3 separate regions of the Mus musculus genome follow, and regions 1 and 3 are each linked to region 2. A link is a contact called in public HiChIP or PLAC-seq and Micro-C data. All regions are on one chromosome and are shown on one strand. Each heading gives the region's core, a stretch centred on a gene start, on an enhancer-like site or on the middle of the called end of the contact. The rest is flanking DNA. Distances are from core to core; before and after follow the strand shown. Region 1 overlaps Stt3b (STT3, subunit of the oligosaccharyltransferase complex, homolog B (S. cerevisiae)). Region 2 holds the start of Osbpl10 (oxysterol binding protein-like 10). Region 3 holds the start of Dync1li1 (dynein cytoplasmic 1 light intermediate chain 1).

Evidence for each region. Hi-C and Micro-C count contacts between places; a contact is called where the count stands out from the background. HiChIP or PLAC-seq counts read pairs in DNA pulled down with a chosen protein or histone mark.
Region 1: an H3K4me3 HiChIP or PLAC-seq map of embryonic forebrain shows a contact between it and region 2, with 4 times the contacts expected there. The contact joins the enhancer-like site here to the promoter of Osbpl10 in region 2. A contact is called at or near these places in 6 of 39 promoter capture datasets (the 3T3-L1 cell line, 3T3-L1-derived adipocytes, embryonic stem cells and 2 more), 2 of 484 Hi-C or Micro-C datasets (cerebral cortex and cortical neurons) and 4 of 115 datasets of contacts at active chromatin or transcription factors (bone marrow-derived macrophages, embryonic forebrain, embryonic hindbrain and 1 more).
Region 3: a Micro-C map of embryonic stem cells shows a contact between it and region 2, with 2.1 times the contacts expected there. The contact joins the promoter of Dync1li1 here to the promoter of Osbpl10 in region 2. A contact is called at or near these places in 1 of 39 promoter capture datasets (pre-B cells), 1 of 484 Hi-C or Micro-C datasets (embryonic stem cells) and 1 of 9 other capture datasets (liver).

Annotation. Positions count from the first base shown.
Region 1 is chr9:115,243,981-115,246,680 of GRCm38.p6, forward strand. Stt3b (STT3, subunit of the oligosaccharyltransferase complex, homolog B (S. cerevisiae)) reads right to left here. Exons shown (of 16, transcript NM_024222.3): 15 at 2,065-2,277; 16 at 1-65. Among named protein-coding and RNA genes, the nearest start is that of Gm26962, 45 kb to the left of the region's middle. Within about 2 kb of position 1,266, at least 16 of the 459 cell types and tissues checked have an H3K27ac peak or open chromatin away from gene starts, as enhancers often do.
Region 2 is chr9:114,977,225-114,979,924 of GRCm38.p6, forward strand. Osbpl10 (oxysterol binding protein-like 10) reads left to right here and starts at 1,261. Exons shown (of 12, transcript NM_148958.3): 1 at 1,261-1,740. The coding sequence starts at 1,454.
Region 3 is chr9:114,687,396-114,690,095 of GRCm38.p6, forward strand. Dync1li1 (dynein cytoplasmic 1 light intermediate chain 1) reads left to right here and starts at 1,436. Exons shown (of 13, transcript NM_146229.2): 1 at 1,436-1,632; 2 at 1,814-1,887. The coding sequence starts at 1,487.

The sequences.
Region 1 (2,700 bases), core at 16-2,515, 270 kb after region 2:
GAGGTCTTCTTGCCTTTCTTAAACACTAGCTTATTTTTAACGTAGCCACGCTTCCTTTTAGTAGTCTAGAAAGAGAGAAGAATACATGGAATTAGTTCAGGTGTCTCACACACAGAAGCACCTAGACACACCCAGCTTTTGTTATGAAAGTTAGTCTTGGGACCTGACAGTGCACTGCTGTCCTGTAAGAAAACTTGGATGAGTAGCTTTAGAGGACCGACAGCGTCCCTCCTGTCTCCCTCTTCAAGCACTACACGCTTAGTGGGAACAACAGCAGAGTCCAGGTCCAGTCTAAGGAACTAGAAAGGTGATGCTACTGCTGGCTAAGCAGCCGCAGGAAACTGGCTGTGTCAGAAATACAGTAATGGAGCCCGTCTCAGAGCCCCACTCTCCCATCTGCAGAATGAGGATGATAATCCATGTACCTTCAAAACTTAAAAGGCAAAAATCCCTTGGCCTATTCTGTCATGTCCTCTGAGGAAGGCAGCATGTCAAGATGAAAACAAACATTCCTCTAGTTTCATAAATCTTGTAAAAATAAAACAATTCTTCACAGCTTGTTGTCTAATATTGTTTATGTGGGCATATGTGTGCACTTAGGCATACACGCACATAGGTCCAACGCCAACCTCTACTGTTCTCCATCTTGTTTTTGAGACAGTGACAGTCTGTCACTGAACCTAGAGCTCACCAATTCAGCAAGGTTGGCCGGACAAGGGATCTGCCTGCCCCGCCAGTGGTAGGTTGACAGGTGTATGCTGCCTGTCATAATGTGCTTCTGATGCAGGTGCCAGGGATCAGGTCAGCAGTCACTTTGCCCACTGAGCCATCTCTCCAGCCCTACTAAAATGCAGGTGTTTCTGTAGAAGACTGCACCAGATATGGTTGGAGAAACTGCTACAAGGACATCTGCTAAACCAAGAGGATGGCCAGATCTAAGACGCAGAGGAAAGCACTGTATGTATCTCATGCAGGAACTAGGTTTTTACATTAACACTTGTTACCAAGGCTGCCCTGGTGGTGGAGAGAACCAACTCTACAGACTGTCTTCTGATCTCTGCACCTCAGGAGTGGGGCATACCTCCTCCTCCACTCCTCAAACTAAATATGTTAAAAATAAATTTCTATTTAGACATACATAGAGCCAGTATTCAGGAGGTGAGGACAGTAAAGTTTCTAGTTTCAGACCAGCCTAGTCTACACTGCAAATCACTTCATAAAAGTGAATACAAGTTACCACTTGGAAAGTCTAAGCGATGTGACTCATGTTCTGAAGTGGTGGGCGTGTACTTAGCCAGTGTGAGTGAACTGTTCAGGTTACGGAGTCCCTAGGGACTGCCTGCATCAGTTTACTGATCAGTACTATGCAACCATAGCCACGGTGGCACTCCTGACTGACGGCACCTCTCCCTGCGGCCACTGTCACTGTCAGCTATCTCTACTAGGGAAGGTTAGGACATCTACCCAACTTAAAGGAGTAATGACCCCAGTAAGAGACTACCTGACCCACTGTTTGTTAAGAAAGGACTGCCATGGTCTCCTCACAATCCCTGCCTACAAGCTCTGTCATAGTAATTACATTAAAAATAGGTAGCTTAAGAAAAGGGATTTGTTTGGGTTTTTGTTTCAGAAGGGCTCATTCAACTGCAGACAATCTACTCAGCAAACAAAATAAAAGCCCCATTCAAGAGTAGAGCATGAATACAAGTGTGCTTTAACCTGAAGAGGAGGAAGCAGTCACTACAGCTCTCCTAAGTTCTGAGTTTCATGCAGGCAGGACAGCACTAGCCAGACACCATTTAGATCCCAGGGAGAGATGCAGAGACTGGAGTAAGAATGCCTGCAGAAAAGCTTCCATTGGGGTTGCCAACAACCAGCAGGCCACCTGCAAAGTTGTGGCTTGAGGTTGCTCAAGTGCTCCTGATGAAAACAGGACTCCTGTAGCCTTGTATCTTCCTCACACAATCCGTCATGTTCTTCATGAGCAGTTGTTAGCATTTCCAATAGCAGCCTACTCACCCACTAACCCACTGAACCCAGGAGATTATTTCGGCAGGCACCCACCTTCTTTGACAAATACTTCTGTTTGGGGACGATGTTGGTGACTCGAGGTTTGTGACCTAGTGTCTCCCTGTTGTCAGGTGCTTTCACTTTATATATCCTGACAAGCCAGTGCTCTGATGTAAAAGCTTCCTCCAAATGCTTGAATTTAATGTCTTTATTTCCAATCTCAGCATTACGTGTTCGGTCAAAGCCTGGGGGAGTGCGAAAATCTAGCTGCGAAAGAAACATCAAAACCTAATGTTAGCCTTTTGGAAAACATTCAGTATTGCAAAGTAGCAACTACTGTCAAAGGACAATGACCTTTTTTTTAAATCTACAATACAGAATGGAAGAAGCATCATAACAGGTCTCAATGCCCAGATAGAAGAATTCATGAAGACAACTAGACCCATCAGAGTATATATGTCAGAGTCCTTACAAATTGATAGATATGCAGTGTAAGTGTGGTCCTGGGCATGGAGAAGGATGGAGGAGGATGGAGGAGAGTGGAGGAGAGTGGAGGAGGATGGAGGAGAGTGGAGGAGGATGGAGGAGAGTGGAGGAGAGTGGAGGAGAGTGGAGGAGAGTGGAGGAGGATGGAGGAGAGTGGAGGAGAGTGGAGGAGGATGGAGGAGAGTGGAGGAGAGTGGAGGAGGA
Region 2 (2,700 bases), core at 11-2,510:
ACTTTTTCATAATATGTGGACACCTGGAATTCCTATTTACGTGGTGGCCATCTCTTACCATCACCTCTGAAGCATCTGCATGGGCGTCTCCAGAGCTGAACCCTCTGAAAACTTTCAGACAGGTGTGAAGCTGAAAGGACTTGGGGGCTGTGCTTGTGAGAATGGACTCTACCTAGCAATTAAAAAAAAATCTATCTATCTATCTATCTATCTATCTATCTATCTATCTATCTATCATCTATCCATCTATCGTGTGTGTATGTGTGTGTGTAAGGAGAGGTCCCAGCTTCTCAGAGTTCTAATTTTAGAAACAACCAGATTGCATTGAATATTTATATCCACAACGATAACTAGTGGGCTGGAGAGAGCCCGATATCTCTCTGCCTTTGCTAAAGAGCAAGACAGATTGAGAAGAACCCAGCGTGTGGGTGGGCAAAAGAAGTTTCTTGGCGGACAGTGAAGTGTGTGTATGTGAGTCTTCTCATTTGCCCTCTGGTTTGGGCCCCTCTGGCTCTCGGGTGTGCAGTATCCAGCGCAGTGACTCCTCACTCTTGTTTGTCTGTGCCCATCACCCCTGGGATCAGGGTGAAGTGAGCGTGTGAGGTCAGGAGAACGCTCACTGGAAGGCACCTAGTCCTAGCCTGGTATTCGCTGTGCATCCATCCGATCTCTGACTTGTGGAACCGGCCCCAGCTGACAGCCTGCTCACCTGGGAGAGTCACCTGCTGCCCCTTCCTTTCCGCTTTCAAACCCATGGGAGAGCCCCGAGGGCCTTGCTGCCCTGTTTCTAGGCTCCCTCAGTGAGGCTAATTTTCAGGTGACCGTGTACGTGCTTGGCCCAGGCTCCTGTGCGCCGACACACCGAGAGGGAGCGTGCTGGTGTCAGGGACCGGGCGGGTCCATATCCGGGTGTACCGGGTGGGTAGGACCGTCCCTCCCTCCAGGTCTCGAGGTGGGTTGGGGGTGGGGAGAAGGGCGTGCGGAGATTTCCCCGGTCAGGATCCAAGTGAGGGGGCAACAAAAGGCTAGGGTGAAGGGGGCCGATGTAGGGCGTGCCCACTCTGTCTGCCAGGCCCGCCCCAGGAGCATCCTTAGCCCGGGCTCCGAGCGACTGCAAGGTTCGAGGAGCTGGAGGAGGAGGAGGGACCTGGAGCCCCGAACTTGCCCGAGAAGTGGCTGGAGGGCGGGGCCGGGCCCTGGTCGAGGCGGGAGGAGGGGCGGCCGCAGCTGCAGCTAGCCCGGCTGGCTTCCTTCCCAGCCCTCTTTCCCTCCTCCTCTTCTTCCTCCTGTATGAGTCAGGCATTTCCCGGGGAATCAGAGCAGCCACGCGCGGCCCGGGAGCCCGGAGCTGTAGCGGCAGCGGCGGCGGCGGCGGCGGCGGCGGAGGAGGAGGAGGAGGCGGCGGCGGGGCTGCCACCGCGGCGGCCACCGGCTCCCCGGGCGCGCAGCGATCATGGAGAGGGCGGCCCAGAGCACAGACGGCGGCGGTGGCGGGGGCAGCAATAGCAGCAGCCGGAGCAGCAGCCGCGCCACTTCGGCGGGCTCCTCGCCCTCCTGCTCCCTGGCTGGCCGAGGGGTGGCCAGCCGCTCTGGGGCCGCGGGACTGGGCGGCGGGGGCAGCCGCAGCAGTCCCGGCTCGGTGGCGGCTAGCCCGTCCGGAGGAGGCGGCCGAAGGAGGGAGCCGGCGCTCGAGGGCGTGCTCAGCAAATACACCAACCTCCTCCAGGGCTGGCAAAGCAGGTAAGGAGTCCGCCGCTCGCGCCCCCGCGCGCTCCCCGGGTGTGGAACGTGGCGCCACCCGCGGCTGGGGACTGCCTGGACACCTCGTCCTTCCTGCACCCTGGCGGGCGCCGCAGCAGCGGGAGGGAGGCAGGAACCCTGGTTTTCCTTGGGTGCTGAAAGCTGGCAGAATCTGGAGTGGCGTCGGGTGCGCCCTAGGTAGTTCCGGTGTCCTACCTGCTGAGGGTCTCTCACACCCAAGAAGAAGGGTTGAGAGGGACCCGCAGAGAGGGAATGCTCGGTGCCGGGCGCAGAAAGCATTCGGCACTCGTTGTCCAGCACAGTTCTCCCCACTCCGTAGTTCCTGTTAAAGTACGATGTTTGAAATACAACAAGGAACCTGTCACTTGTCATCTTTGGAGTGTCCCGCTCCCAGGGTGTGCATATCCCTTCCCTAGTGGGTGGCTTAACAGCGCAGTTTGTTATTATTCCCCGTTCAGGTGCATGTGAAGTTTCTTTGCTTCCCTCTCAAAGTTGCCAAGCCTTGAATTGGGCGTGGTGGCAGATGCTTGTAATGCTAGGCACTTAAGAGACATGAGGCCAGTGGACTTGAGTTTGGGGCTAGCCTGGGCTACATAGTGAATTCCAGGCTAGTCGGAGCCACATCGGGAGAACTTGCCCCAAAAAAGAAGTTGGCAAGTCTAGTGATGGACAGACTTCTGGAAGGATCGGGATGTCAGAGAGTGGAGTTCTCAGCATACATGGGGTGATGAGGTGTGGACTTCTGTTGTATGGAAGGACTTAAGGATCAGGCACAACGGCCTCTGTCTGTCTGTCTCCCTTTCTCCCCCCTCATCCCCCCATGTGTGTTGTGTGTGTGTCTGTATGTGTATGCCAGTGTGCCAGTCGCCAGTCTTTGGAGAAACAAACCAAAGTTGAAACATCCATGCAAAGACACCATTGGGGAGAGCATTGTCTTCT
Region 3 (2,700 bases), core at 186-2,685, 290 kb before region 2:
AAACAAACAAACAAACAAATAGAAGAGCACTTGCTCCTTTCCAGAGGACTTAGATTCAATTCCCAGCACCCACATGCTAGCTCTCAACCCAATCCACGTTCCAGGGAATTGATGCTCCCTTCGGGCCTCTACTGGCACCAGGGCATAGACATTCATGTGGTGCACAGACATACATCCAGGCAAAATACCTGTATACATAAAGTAATAAATATATCTTTGACAGAAGATTTAAAAATAAAAACAGTAATTACCACGCGCTGAACACTTATGATTTTCTGGGCACAGTTATAAATCTTTTATGTGAATCATCCCATTTAATCTTCCCTTTATCCCACATTACTAGGGTCTGAACTCGAGATTAGCGAGTGGACAAACCCTAGTAAATGCAGTGCCTGTAGCAAATGCAGCGCGGGGTTGTGGATTTTCTCGCTTGCATAGTAGCATCATCACTCGGGTCACGTGAACGAGCTCTCTTCAAAGTAAGGGGAAAAAATGTTCAAAAGTCAGACTATCTTCAGCAATTGTTCTTATGGGGCGCACGACAGCCTTAAAGCCATCGACTCTTTCTGGAAACAGGCCTTAGATTTTCCATTATATTTAGCTAATCAAGTTCTAGTAGAGAATTATCTGGGGTCTGGCTTAGGTTCTCCGTGCTTGTGTATTAACCATGGTAACGGAGAGCCGACTCCTGTAGGGAGTCTTTTCAGATCTCACAGGAATCTGAAACATCAGACATCAGACCAGAGGTGGGCATAGTGATGTGCACCGGTTCACCTGCCTCAGCACTTAGGACCCACAGGCAAGCAGATCGGTAAAGACTCTAGCCTGGGCTACGTGAGATTCCCATCAGAAAACAAACCAAAACACAAATCCATCAAGACCATTAATTTTCCAAGTGTTGCCAACATTTATGTCTCGCAGTCGCAAAGAGTCTGGAAGAACCGGCTCCAGATGTGGGTCCACCTTGAGGTACTCATCGTCCTTTTAGAATTTAAGGAGGAAAGAGCAGAAATCCAGGACCGGGGTAGTTAAGGCTGTTGAACCCCACTTGGCCCAACTGAAGGGTGGGCAGCGCTGGATATCCACGCCGGTCCCAGGTTACCGCCCCACTGAAAGGTGGGAAGCTGCTTCGCTTACTGACATGCCCGGCACGCCCGGCGGGCAACCGGGATGACGGGTGGTGCACTTTGGGCGGCGTTTCAGCTTGGAGACACAGGGAAAACCAGCATTACCACAGTCCAAGCAGAGAATCAGGCCGCGCATGCGCGACCCGGTCTGCTGCCGCGCATGTGCAGCAGCGCCCTGCTCCTTGGACAACCCCTCCCCAGACCCCGCCCTCAGGCTTGGTCCCCGCCCCCGCAGGCGCGGTCGGCTCCCGAGCCCGGAGCGTCCATATCCGGGTTCCGTCCGCCGCTGCTGCCGCCGCCGCCGCAGTCGCCGCTTCGTTCTTCCAGCCCTGTCAGGAGTGGTGTGATTCCCGACCAAGATGGCGGCCGTGGGGCGAGTCGGCTCGTTCGGTTCATCTCCACCCGGGCTAGCCTCGACCTACGCCAGCGGACCCCTAGCCAACGAGCTAGCGTCGGGCAGCGGCGGCCCCGCGGCGGGCGACGATGAGGACGGGCAGAACCTTTGGTAAGGACCGCACCCCTCTCCGGTCCCCCGCGGGTTATCTCCTCGCCAGGGCGGACGCCTCTGGGATCCCCGAGCCCCGCGGGAGCTGGGAGACGGGCGGGGCCTCCCGGGAGCTGGGCCCGGCGGTTCTCGTCCTCGGTCGGGCCCGGCCTTACTTAGCCTGCGCCTTGCTCCCTGTTAGGTCCTGCATCCTCAGCGAGGTCTCCACGCGCTCGCGCTCCAAGCTCCCGACCGGGAAGAACGTGCTGCTGCTGGGTAAGTGATATCCGATGTGGCCCGGGTGCACGGTCACATCCGTTCGCCCACTGCCTTTGTGCGGACACTCGGGCCCGGCTGCGCCCCGCCTCCCGGCTTGCTGCTGACAGCTGGGGGGACAAGGGGTCCCTGGTCCTTCCGGCCTGGACCCTCCGGTCTTTTCTCCTCCCTGGGATGTGGGGTGGCTCTGTCATCTCCTCTGGGAGAGACAGAATGAACATAACACCCGAGGCACTCCCAGTGGTCTGGGATTCTACCTAGAAAGACGGGGACAGTTTTTGACAGAGATTGGTAGCATGAGGGCTCTTGGTGAGAGCCCCAGCGCAAATGCATGCCATCAATATTTAATAGCAGACTCTTTTGTGTAATTGACAGGAGCCAGAGACTGGGTCGTGAGGAGTGTTATTTGAATCAGCGTTCTCCCGTTCTCCCAGTGCTGGGTGCTCGGGTTGCAGTTGCCTTTTTAACTGTCACCTAATAACTCTGAAATTTGTAAAGGGCAGTAGAACAGCGTTCTCATTTAGTGCCCTCAGCGGAATGGCTGGAATAAGGGAGACATGTCTCCCCTTTCTCTTAGGTTTTTTTTTTTTTTTTTTTTTAAATCTACTGGCTGCAAAGTGAGGATAAAGGACCCAGGGACAATAAACAATCCCACTTAACAGTTTTGCAGGTCTTTCCAGCTCTGGGAGGAATTCCAACCCCCACCTTTTCTTTTTACATGCAGGATATTGGAGTGTATAATAGGGTGACAGTAATATTTTACAACTTGGAAGTGGGTGTTTCGAGACTTCAGACTCTTTGATTTTAGCCAAA